2 separate regions of the Mus musculus genome follow, and region 1 is linked to region 2. A link is a contact called in public Hi-C data. All regions are on one chromosome and are shown on one strand. The core of a region is the stretch at or near the end of the contact, and the rest is flanking DNA. Distances in the headings are between cores, read along the strand shown.

Evidence for each region. A called contact is a pair of places that touch in the nucleus more often than the background predicts.
Region 1: a contact with region 2 is called in a Hi-C map of embryonic fibroblasts, with 6 times the contacts expected there. The contact joins two enhancer-like sites. A contact is called at or near these places in 2 of 484 Hi-C or Micro-C datasets (embryonic fibroblasts and myocytes) and 3 of 115 datasets of contacts at active chromatin or transcription factors (the NIH/3T3 cell line, embryonic fibroblasts and fibro-adipogenic progenitors).

The regions. Positions count from the first base shown.
Region 1 is chr8:104,024,782-104,030,499 of GRCm38.p6, reverse strand. The region is part of intron 1 of Gm32728 (a long non-coding RNA gene); the gene reads left to right. Among named protein-coding and RNA genes, the nearest start is that of Gm32728, 9.1 kb to the left of the region's middle. Within about 2 kb of position 2,384, at least 61 of the 459 cell types and tissues checked have an H3K27ac peak or open chromatin away from gene starts, as enhancers often do. A contact at or near this core is called in embryonic fibroblasts, where this site is marked.
Region 2 is chr8:103,531,073-103,537,266 of GRCm38.p6, reverse strand. No RefSeq gene overlaps it. Among named protein-coding and RNA genes, the nearest start is that of Gm32642, 37 kb to the left of the region's middle. Within about 2 kb of position 2,021, at least 19 of the 459 cell types and tissues checked have an H3K27ac peak or open chromatin away from gene starts, as enhancers often do. A contact at or near this core is called in embryonic fibroblasts, where this site is marked.

The DNA of each region.
Region 1 (5,718 bases), core at 1,135-3,634, 490 kb before region 2:
CCTGAGGCCTTCCTTCTGTTGCCTAGAGTGGCTTTGCAAAGCACTTGTGCTTTTCTGTGTGCTTTCCACACACACACTTTGAAGATATTTTTCTTCCTTCTGTCATTACCTCTTAGGCCATCAATCCTGTTCCTGAGATTTCACCCTCAGTCTTGTGTCTCCTGTGCCTGTTGGGAACCCCACGTAAGCTACCTAGATCTGGCAGCCTTGGGTCTTTCTTTTTTTCTTTTTTTCCTCCTCCTCCTCCTCTTCCCCTCCTCCTCTTCCCCCTCCTCCTCTTCTTCCTCCTTCTCTTCTTCCTCCTCCTCCTCTTCCTCCTCCTCCTCTTCCTTCTCCTCATTTCTTCTTCCTCTTCCTCTTCCTCTTCTCCTTCTCCTTCTCTTTCTCCTTCTCCTCCTCCTCCTCCTTCTCCTTCTCCTCATCCTTCTCCTTCTCCTCCTCCTTCTTCTTCTTCTTCTTCTAGATATATACATGTATATATGTACATATACATATATAATGTGCCGGTGGTTTACCTTCATGCATGCATGTGTGCCACATGTAGGCCTAGTGTCAGATCCCCTAGTAGTAGAGATACAGATGGTGGTTAGCCACCCTGTGGGTGCTGGGAACTGAACCTGGTCATCTATAAGAACAAATGCTCTTCACCACTGAACCATCCCTTGATCCCCTGCTTTAGAGTTTTGCACAGCACTCAGGGAAGCTTCCTTGAGAAAACCGAAGAGTCTGATTATTGGTTGGAAGGACTGGGCACAGAGCAGCTCAAGCAGGGAGAGCTTCAGTGACCAGACCCTGGGGCTAGGAGGAGGAACAGCCTATTCTAGGAAGACTTTCAGAGGTGTCCCCCCCCCTCCCTGCCTATGACTTTTTGCCAGTTTTTATAGTATTTCGGTCTTCACTGCTCCACAGAAACAAAATCCCCAGCATGCCTTGCACCAAGATCTAGCCACACATCACAAAGGGGAGAACTCATTTGAGTGTGGATATATGCCTATTCAATTTTGAGTATGTAAAGGTAGGTGAGTCCCCATATAGTCAAGGACAGAAATTCACAAGTAATTAGATTTAAGAAGCAAGTATTTGGCTTTGTTCCTCAGGGTAGTGGCAGCAGTGAGAAACAGTTGTTGTTTTTCCTTCTTCCTCTTAAGAGTCTCCAGATATTCGTCCTTTTTAAGTCTTGGGGCTGTCACAGGCTTTGCCTGGGTCTCCATACCACTAGCCTTGAAAAGGCATCCCTTGACCCTGGTCAATTTACTGTGGTAAGCCCCACTAGATCTCTGGCTTCATGACCTGATCCCCGATGCTAGGCTCCAAAGAGCTGGAGTCTCAAGATTTTGCCCTTGCACACAAGCTGAGGTCTAGGGTCTACTGGTGCTGCCTCTTCTTAAAGTGAGTTTAGTTTTTCTCGTTTATTCTCTTTGGATCAGGACTGTGATGTTTAAGTTTTACCTATGTAGGACTTGATAATTCTTTACCTTCAGTTACCTCAACCACATAAGGATGGTACTGAGTGTGACCCGAGCGACAGTAAAAGGTTTGATATCACCCTTTTCAGACTCTAGAGTTGGAGTGAATATCTGAGGCTGCCTTGATCTCCGTTCTCTTACGCATGTCTCTACGCGACGATTCCGGCCGCCGCCAGGGGGCGCTGTGGTCACGCGGCCGTTCTCCAGCCTCCCCAGCCTGGTGAGCCTAGCCTTGCCAGCCTAGCCTTGCCGCCGCCCCTCTTGGAGCGCTGACTAGTAGCAGCTCCGACTGGCCTCTGTGTTGTGTCCACATTCCAACCCGTCCGCCAATGCATGCTGTCACAGTTGGGAACTCTAATGAGATTCGGTACCTTCTGGCCTCAGTTTGCGAGTCTGGAAAGTGACTCTGTGGCACTGCCTGCTGCCCTGTGGCCACTCAGAAGCTCCAGGTCTCCTGGTTTCTCTTCCTGGGCTCACTGGGTCCTGGAACTTGGTGCCTAACTCAATTAGGTCCCTTCAGTTGTCTTGACAGAGAAAGCAACTTCTCTTTTGCTTCTCCCACCTTTCTCTTATACCTCCTCCCCCTTCCTATCTTTTACTGCTGGCCAACTGAGGACTTAGTTCGAGTCTGGTGTCTTTTCTCCAGAGGAGACCTTTGTTCTAAAGCATGATTTTCCCACCCTCAGATCCATTCTACAGTTGCTGCTGCCTACACAGGGTGAAAACTTAGAAGCCTCCGTCTAACAGCTTTGTTTCCAGCCCCGCCTCGGCCCCATCCTAGGAGGGAACAGAATTTAGGGATTTCCAAGTTCCAACCAGACTGGGTTGTTCTGGAGACCACCTGACACTTGCTCCAGAATGGGGATAGAGGACGCTTAAATATGTGCGCTTTTAGGTGGCTCTGGACCACTGAGGCAAGCTGCCTCTGAGAGGTGGGTCTTGAGCTTGCATTTTAACGTTTCACCCAGGGCGAGGCTGACCCTAGAGATTGCTGCTCCAAGAGGAACCTCCGACGTGGACGAGGAAGTGCCATCCAATCCCAGCAGGTGCAGCGGGCTTGAGTCCTTGGATCCGAGGGAAGATGGTTGGGAAGCTAAGAGAAGGGGCAGGAGAGAGGAGTCACTCCTGGCCGCAAGTGCTGAGTGGTAGCTTGCAGAGACCTGGGGTGGGCAGGTGAATGTGGAACTGGGGTGGGCCCTGTGCTCTTTAAAAGGTGGAGTTCTTTTAAAGAGCACAGGGCAAAGGCCCATAGAAAAACCTGAAATGACAAGTGATGACTGGTAGCCATTGTCCATCTCTGCCTGGGGGAGGCAGTAGTGAGCTACAGAAGGTTAGTGCTTCCCAAGGAGTCTCCTACCCGAGGGCAGGATAACAAGAAAGACCTAAAAGCCTTGGCTGACTGGAAGGAGACTGGACCACAGAGCACAGGCTGTGCCCTCTGCTACCCATCTTTGGGATGTAGGTCTTCCTTTGTCACCTGCTTCCTCCTGGCCCTCCCGAGGAACCTGTTATGACAGTGTTTGCAAGAAGCTGACAGAGCAATGAGAATAATTTAGAAATGCCGAACAGGGGACCCACACATCCATATTTTTTAAAGGCAGATATAAAAAATGTAAAGAGTGTAAAAGCGTGGCTCTCCCCCACCCCAACCCTGGCCTCCCAGAGACTTCCCCCAGGCAACAATTAGTACACGGGCTTCCTGCACAGCTTTCTACATACTGTGAGGCTACAAACACGTACGGCCATATGTCTCCCTTTAAAAATACAGCGCATTATACAGACTCTTCTACACCTTGCTTCGTCCTAAAAATACGTTTTAAAAATATATCTTCCAGACAGCTCAGTATCGCCATCTGAGGCTGCTCTCTGTCTCCCTGCGTGGTTGACGCTGTGTCCCCGGGGACAGCAGATCCTTCACATGCCAACTGACCACGGGCAGGTTGCTTAATTGGTCTGTACACCAGTTGCTCATTAAAAGGCGAAAGACAACAATCACAGCAATGACACTCATTTCATGAGCTCATGAGGAGTCAAGGTCACACACACACAGAAAACAGTCCGTATAGTGCCTGGTGGGCAGAAAGGGCTCAGCATACTACATACTAGTTGCCCATTAAAAAGAGACGACAACAACAACAACAACAACAATAATAATCTCATGAATTCGTGAGAATTCAAGGTCATAAGCAACAAACAGCCACTCCACATAGAACAATGATTCTCAACTTTCCTAATGCTGACCCTTTAATACAACATGGGGGTTCTCATGTTGTGCTGACCCCCAACCATAAAGTCATTTCATTGCTACTTCCTAAATTTGTATTTGTATTTTTTTTTTTTTTTTTGAGACAGGGTTTCTCTGTGTAGCCCTGGCTGTCCTGGACTCATTTTGTAGACCAGGCTGGCCTCGAACTCAGAAATCCTCCTGCCTCTGCCTCCCAAGTGCTGGGATTAAAGGTGTGTGCCTCCACGCCGGGCTTAAATTTGTAATTTTGCTACTGTTAGGAATCATAATGTAAGTAACTGACACACAGGATAGCTGGTAGGCGACCCTGTGTCGTCGTGACCTACAGGTTGAGAACCACTGGCTATGAGGTCTGGCATGCAGTAAGTGCTCAATGAATTTGGGTTACTAAGGTCATCACATTTTCACTCTGAATGCCCTGCCCGGCAGTGGGTCATGGAAGAGCTCTTGACTCTTGCCTCTCTCATCAGCTGTGTGCCCTTGAAAAGAAGAAAACTTTCCTGACTCTCTGGTCCTCCTGAACCATCTATAGCGTTTGATTTTAGCCACTTGCGGGGGGTGGGTGGGTGGTGGGGTGGTGGTGGTGGTGGTGGAGGTGGAGGGGACGAGATGAGATAAAGGACAAACGTGGCACCTGGGGAAGGGCCTAGCACATGTCAGTAATGAGAAACATCAGCAGTAGCTGTCCTTTAAGCCTTTACTGTGAGCCCGGTGTGGGACTTAAGTGGCCTCTTGTGAGCTCCTGGCAACCCTGTGCCATTTATCTCCCAGCTTTCGCAAGCCCTCCTGTGTGTCTGATGTGTTCTGTGCTTCTCAGTGGGCTAGCTACCGTATTATCCCTATTTTACAGCAAGAGGGTCGGATAGCCGAGAATAGTTCGGTTTAGGAGCTGGTGAGATGGCTCAGTGGGTAAGAGCATAGATAGACACCAGGACCCACATTTGAGGTCCTGGTACCAACATAAAAACCAAAAGCCAGCTATGGCTGTGCATGTCTGCAACCCGAGCTTTGGAAGGCAGAGACAGGCTGATTGGTTCCCAGGGCTCCCTGCCCAGCAAGCCCAGCAGAAATGGCAGGTGCTTGGTGAGAGACCCTTTGTTAAGGCAATGAAGTAGAAGGACAGAGGAAGACACCTGACACCCTCCTTTGGCCTCCATGTGCACACATGTCTGCACAATCATATTCATGCAAAACACATATACATATACAACACACACATACACATATACACATACATACACAACACACACATGCTTGACACACACATATACACATGCACACACATGTGCACACATGCATACACAACATATACATACACACATGCACACACTACACAACACACACATACTTGACATATATACACACACACTACACACATGCACACACATGCATACACAACATACATACATACATACATAACATACATACATACATACATACATACATATGTGTGCACACACAGAAAGAGGGGGGGTAGAGGGAGAGAAGGAGAGATATTGAGGACAGACTATGAATTTCAAATGTGCCTGGTGATTCCCTGAGGTTCCTAGAGACCTACTCCTGGGCCTCCCTCCCTCCCTTCCTCCTTCCTTCTTTCAGTTTCTTCCCATCCATGTCTCTCCCCTTTTGTCTTCCTCCCTCTGCCTCCTAACTCCCTTTCCTTATGTTCTGATCTCCCTGACTTGTCAGACTCCGGATGTATCCAGAGTATGTATACACGGCCCTTAGATACAGGAGCAGAAATCCAAGATACTGCAGACACAGCCAGTCTGTGTCCATTCGCAGCTTCTGTGCCAGCATGCCTATGCATGCCGCATGTGCCTGTGGCTGCCCCTGGGTGATGAAACCACAAGCCCTCTTAGTGTGCCCCATCCCTGTGTGGTGCGAACAGCCTGAGTGCCCAGAACTTCCCCTGTTATTCCAGATGTGGTGGACCAGCCGTCATTTGCCTGGTGAAACTGTGTCATTAGCTCCAGAGGGAGGTGGCCAGTCTTTGCCTTCGTTCAG
Region 2 (6,194 bases), core at 772-3,271:
AAGAGAAAAATGTCTGAAGGAGATGGGCAGGGAGAAAGCCTGTGGTTCTAGGGCATCCTTCCCAGACTTGGGAGAAAGAGAAGGTCTTGTAAAACCATGTTTAGTGATCCCATAATTACCTTCACCCCAGGAAACAGGGAAATGCCAAAATGAAAGCGATTTTTCCAGGGCACAGATTCCTCCTTGGACTCAGCCCCAGAGACTCAGCATGTCCTGTCTGGCTGGGACATTCCATTAAAGCCAGCTCTTCAGGGATGCTGACTTTTCCCAGTGGCCCAGCTTCTTAATGGGCACAGTGCCTGGCACAAGGTCATTCTGAAATAGATATTTGCTGAAGAGCACATCGCAATGAGTGAGTCCATTGCTTTCCAATTTGGGTTTCCTTCCACTTTTATGAAAGAGCCTCAAGCAAGGAATTCCAGTCCCTTAACTATGAGATTTGTTGGCTGAAAAAAAAACGCGGGGAGGGGGAATTTGTTATGAATGAGGCAGTGGAGAAGAGCAAATGAAATGCGGATCTATCTAGGAAAGTTCCTGATACACAGAAGCTTCTAAGGCAAGTGTTCCAAGATCAAGTACATGCAAAGACAGACAAAGATCCTCAGAAAAGTTCTCTCTACAACATAGCCATCTTGCCCTCTTCATTTATCTTCCCTGAGACTGCAGGGACGTAGTTTCTGATGCCACTCCCCTCAACACTTCTGGAAAATTTGTCCTATCAGTCCCCAGTGTTTTCATCCCCAAAATGGGGACATAGACTTGTTTTCCAGAAAGTTCCATTGGGCATGGAAACCCCCATCTACCCTGCAAGACCCGAGAAAGGAGCAATGTTTATTTCCAGTGTGTTGGGCAAGAAAGTGGTTCAAGTCAGAAGGGACTAACATAATTATCTGTTTATCTCTGAGATGTGACCTGCGGATGCTTCTGTTCAAACACTAGTGTTTAGCAATGCTCAGCTGGGCATAAAACATCCATCTGCTCCTTGGGTTGGTAGTGGACAAAGCCTGCTGGGGACAGAGCCTCTCAGTTTCAAAAAATGTGAATTTTTTGGTATTACCCAGAGTAATTCAACTGGTGGATACACCAAGAGTAGCTCAAGGACCAAGTAATCTGTCTTCTGCACTTTAATTGACACGGATGGTGGCATTTCTTTCCTTATCAGAGAATTAAACAGAGACAAAGTAGGACCTAAAATATGAATTTAGAAAATCACGAATATATCAAGGGATACTAAGTTACTGATTTGCCTTGGGGGTTCTTGCACAACTGGGAAATGGTTGAAAGAGATTGCTTGTGGGGTAGGGTCAACTTAAAGTAGCCAAAGCAGCAGCAAAGCTTTAGAGATTGTCCACTGTGGGGAAGACATTACGGCATCAACAGGGGGAGAAGTGGGTGAATAATAAGTAGAGGACAACTGTGGTCAGAGGTGTTTGCTTGTTTGTTTGTTTACCTAAGTCAAGTGAGAGAGACTCATTGTGGACATAACAGAGCCAGCAATCACCATGGAAGTGCTGAGACAGACAATGGAGAAGACAGGAAGTTTGTATGGGCCTACTCTGCTGGAGTGGTGGGAGATTGGTCCATAGAGGCAGCATGGGTTTGAACAGAGAGAAGGGGCTCAAGGTGCAGGAAAGGGCACAAAGAGGTTCTAACATGAGAAACACTGGACTGTAGATGGCCCTGCCATGGGGGTATGGGGGTCATCAGTAAACCATCAGGCTGGCTCGGCATCAGCTGGTTAGATAATCCCAGTTTCCACCTCCTTCTTTGTCACAGAGTGGGTGGGCCACCTGGTGCTAGTCACCCTCCATCTCAGTCCATCAGTAGCTTAATTTGCAATTGGTTCAGACACAAAATATAAAACTTGAACATGAAGTTTGTGTGCCACTGATTCTTCTAAACTTTTCAGAAATGACTCGTCCTGGCCAAGTGGCATTAGGTAGATGTTTAAGAATCCTCCAGAATCCTAAAGGCATATCACTGGATGTGACTAGCCAGCGTCATTTCTGTTCTTCCCTCAAACTGCTGACTGCAAGTGTGAGTCAGAAGGATGGCAGCACGACACAGTGTGACCACAGCTGCACCCACTAGGTCATGCCAGGAAGATGAGCCAAGTGGGCTCGTGTTCCTATGATCCTGAATCATAGCTCTGACATGCTGCCATGGAGTTAGGGCCAGGCTACAGCTGCCCCTCTTGAAAAAAAAAAAGTCCCTAGGAATGGCAGGGAAGCTCTTGCAGAAACACACTTTGGTGAGCAGATTGGCCCCCAAGGATGTCTTCACTGGAGTCCCTGGAATCCATGATTGTGAGACCCCCATGTGGCAATGGGGAATTACAGTTGTGGGTGGGCACCTAAGGCTATTGATCAACAGTCCTTGAGGAAGATCATTCTGTGTTACCTGGGGAGGCCAGGGCTGAGGAGATGGCTCAGTGGGTAAAGCCGGACAACCAGAGTTCAGATCCCCAGTACCTCATGAGATGCTCATGCGTCTGTGGTCCTGGTGTGTTTCCATGGGGAAATGGGAGATAGAGACACTAGGAGATTGGAGGCTGGCTAGTCTGGTAGGCACACAGTGAACAATAACAGAGTTTATTTCAGACAAGGAAGAAAGGGAGGCCGGACACTTGAGGTTGTTCTCTCTACCCCCCATACACACTCACACTCACATTCACACACACACACACACACACACACACACACACACACCCTCACATGCATATGCACACTTCAAAATGATGATTTCGATGATGGTGGTAGTGGTGGTGGTGGTGGTGGTGGTAGTGGTGGTGTTCAAATGGGCTAAAAAAAAAAAAAATAATCAGAAGGTCCTTAAAAGAACAGGAAACAGAAACGGAAGGGCATTACATGAGAAAGACGGCTTAATGTTCCTGGCTTTGAAGGCAGAGGAAGGAGCTTAAACCAAGGAAAGTGAGTAGTCTCTCAGCAAGACAGGGAAAGAAACAGGTTCTCCTTTTGAGCTACCAGGAAGGATACAGCAGCAATTCACCTTCATTTTAGGCTGGTGAGATCCAGATTGGGTTTCTAACCTATAGAACTGTATGATGACAAATGCATGATGCTTAAAGCTGTCATGACGGTGGTCACTAGAGCAGTAATAGGAAAGTAATATACTTACTTACCACCTGATACACCCAATTCTTTTTGAATTCCTTAAATTCCTTTAACTCATACATTCACTCAACTGCTCATGCATTACTGTCTACATGTATTAATGCATCCTGGGCTTTGGGTTGCTAACTAGTAAATGGCAGGGGAAAATGCTGTTGGATTATTTTGAGGGTTAAATAGATCACTAAAGGCTTCGAGTATGTTGACAGCCATCCTGCAAATGTTTGTGAGTGTTAATTGCCTCTATTTTTATTGTTCCTGTTGTTCAGTCAGCAAGAGTCACTGGCACCAGGCTTATGTCAGCTGTGTCTGAGCTCAAGTCCTTGTTCCTGGGTGGAAAAGCTAAGCTTTGAAGGATGCCCTCCAGAAAGTCTCCCTCAATAACTTTCATCTCATTGGCCATTATTCCCTTTAAGGCAGACTAGTAACTGTCATTGGTTAGTCAAACTTTAGGTTCCCTATGAATAAAACCAGAGATTTTATTTTTTTAATTGGGAAACAAGGGAGGTAGAGTATCCCTAGGATGCTGTCCACAATTTATGGAAACATTTGACCCAAAGAAGTTGTGGGGGAAAGGAAAAGATAAATTATGTTGTCTCATTTCATCTCTCCACCACGCTGCAAGTTCAGTAGTTTCCCTCTCAAATCAGTGTGATGAAACAGAGATGTGAGATCTGCTATTGATATGGGGAAAGGCAAAAGAGAACCTGGAGCAATGAGTTGCAAATCTACATGCATGCATCTAGCCATTGTGTTATGCCCGGTGTTGGGGGTTGACTGTAAACACACCCATCCTGAGGTCCTTTGGAAGACCTTTATGCTTCATCCCCAACTTGCATGCCAGCAGATGCCTCATACCCAGCACGGTAAAGTCTGGTTTCCTCTGTTCTTCCACCTCCACCCTTCCAGGAGAATGAAAGCAATATCTTCTTACCCACCACCATTCTACAACCTGACCAACTTCATGGAACTGGAAGCATTGGTCATCTTGGGAGCCTCTTTCAAAGGGATAGCACTCTCCCTCCTTTGAGAAGTCCCCTGCTTGGCTGACCTTCACTGCACAGCTTCAGGAGGAAATAGGGGCTGTGCTCTGCCCTGCCTGTCATGTACCTACACCTGCTCACCAGTATTCTGCAGATCACGGAAACCCCTTTGGACTTTCCTGTCTACATTTCAGGACAATTTTTTTGATTCCCAAGTGTTCCCTGGAGAGGTGTCCCGTAGAAAAACAAAATATCCGGAATAAAACCCAATATGCTGAGACCAAGGCACAGGGGGCGGGGGGTGGGGGGGGGCGTTATCCCTAGAGATCCCACTGATCTAAGTCAAGGTCTGCCACCTCTTAACTTAAATGATGTTGAAAAACATTAAGAGTGAGATAAAGAATGGGTCAGGAAATAAAGTAGGGCCTTTACTATCATTTGAAAATAATTAGCTGACTTAATAGTAGACTCAACAGTTGAGGTGACACCTCTAGCAGTGTTGCTTTCTAATGCTAGCAGTGACTGAGGACAGAAAAGACTCACATCTGTCTGGAATCGCACCATAAAGCACAGGCAAGAGCTTCCCAGGCCTTCCCAGAACTCACTGCAGTAAGGCTATTTGGGGCCCAGGTGTAGGATTTGAACCGCAATGCTAAAGGTTCCTTGCAAGTATAAGAAGAAACTCTAAAGAACCATTACTTAAACACGGGCTTGCAACGTCTTCCTGCTAAGTAATGTCAGCATCCTCAATTGGCCGCTGTAATCAGCCTGTGTCCCTGACCACAGGAAGGCCAGGACGTGGTCTTACAGAGTGTGTACTGCAGCACTGCAGGTCACCTCCCACATAGCTTCTCTGCCTTCCTCTATGCATAACCATCCAACACCTGCTCCATAAAGGTCTTCTCCATGAGAGCAGCTGGGGCTTCTGTCATTTTCCCTGGCTGGCCCTCTGCATATTTGTTTTTCCTGGAGCTGAAGTAGAATTGAAAGGAGAGACGGGAGAAAATAGAGTTGACTTGATTAAGTCTGTACTCTGAGGCAGGCAGGCTTGTGCTAAGGGCTTTGCAATGATTATCTGATTACCACCTTAGAGCAAAGCTATTATATCAAATTTACAGATTAAAAAATATCTAAGGATTAGATTATTTTGGCTGAGTGTTGTCTGCTCCTACGTCTAAAGTCAGGGTTTAGTCCAGATCTGTTGAACTATGAGGATAGCCTCTGTCATTTTCACTATCTAAATGAGAAACCTTCTGTAATTCTAGTAATCCACATATTTGTCCTTGTAAGTCTGGGAAAATGGTTGGTTTTTTTTTTTTTTATTTTTTTATCATGCCTTGGAGGCAATACAAAAACCTGCTATTCTTTTACAACTATCAGATAAATATTAAATTATGTTTGATTAAAATTCGGTTTGTAAAACCTTTGCCACATTCTGATGCTGAAAACTAGAATTCCATGCATGTGATGTCTGGTGTCTTCCTGTTAAATAAAGCATTTAATTAACCAGCACATTAAGGTTCTAAACATTTCAGAGGAAGCAGTTTTCCCTATAAAAAATGTAAGGAAGACCATATGGAGAAGAATTCATAGTGTGTTCATAGAACACTTGGAGGCTGAGACTCTATCCAGTGACTTCATTTTGTTATCCAGTTTTACTTATCCAGTCTCCTCCCCTCCCCTCCCCTCCCCTCCCCTCCTCTTCTCTTCTCTTCTCTTCTCTTCTCTTCTCTTCTCTTCTCTTCTCTTCTCTTCTCTTCTCTTTCTCTCTCTAATTTTTTAATGTTTTCTTGGAGAATAGGAGAGAAGATGAGTCAGGGGAGGGGCTCAAATTATCCCTGTGATTTCAGTTGCCCAAGGATGCCTGATGACAGAGAAAAGTCCCTCTGTGTCTCTGAGACCACAGCAGGAGACAGAAAGAAGAGGTGCTCCACATCTTTCGTTTAGCTCTTCTCTAGGAAGGGTATTTGAGGGTCAGTTGCAAGAATAACAAACAATAGACTGGAGACACATTGGGGATGCTGTGATGAGAAGAAGGCTGTTCACAACTTGTGGTACAGGATCAATGAGTCGTGGTGAT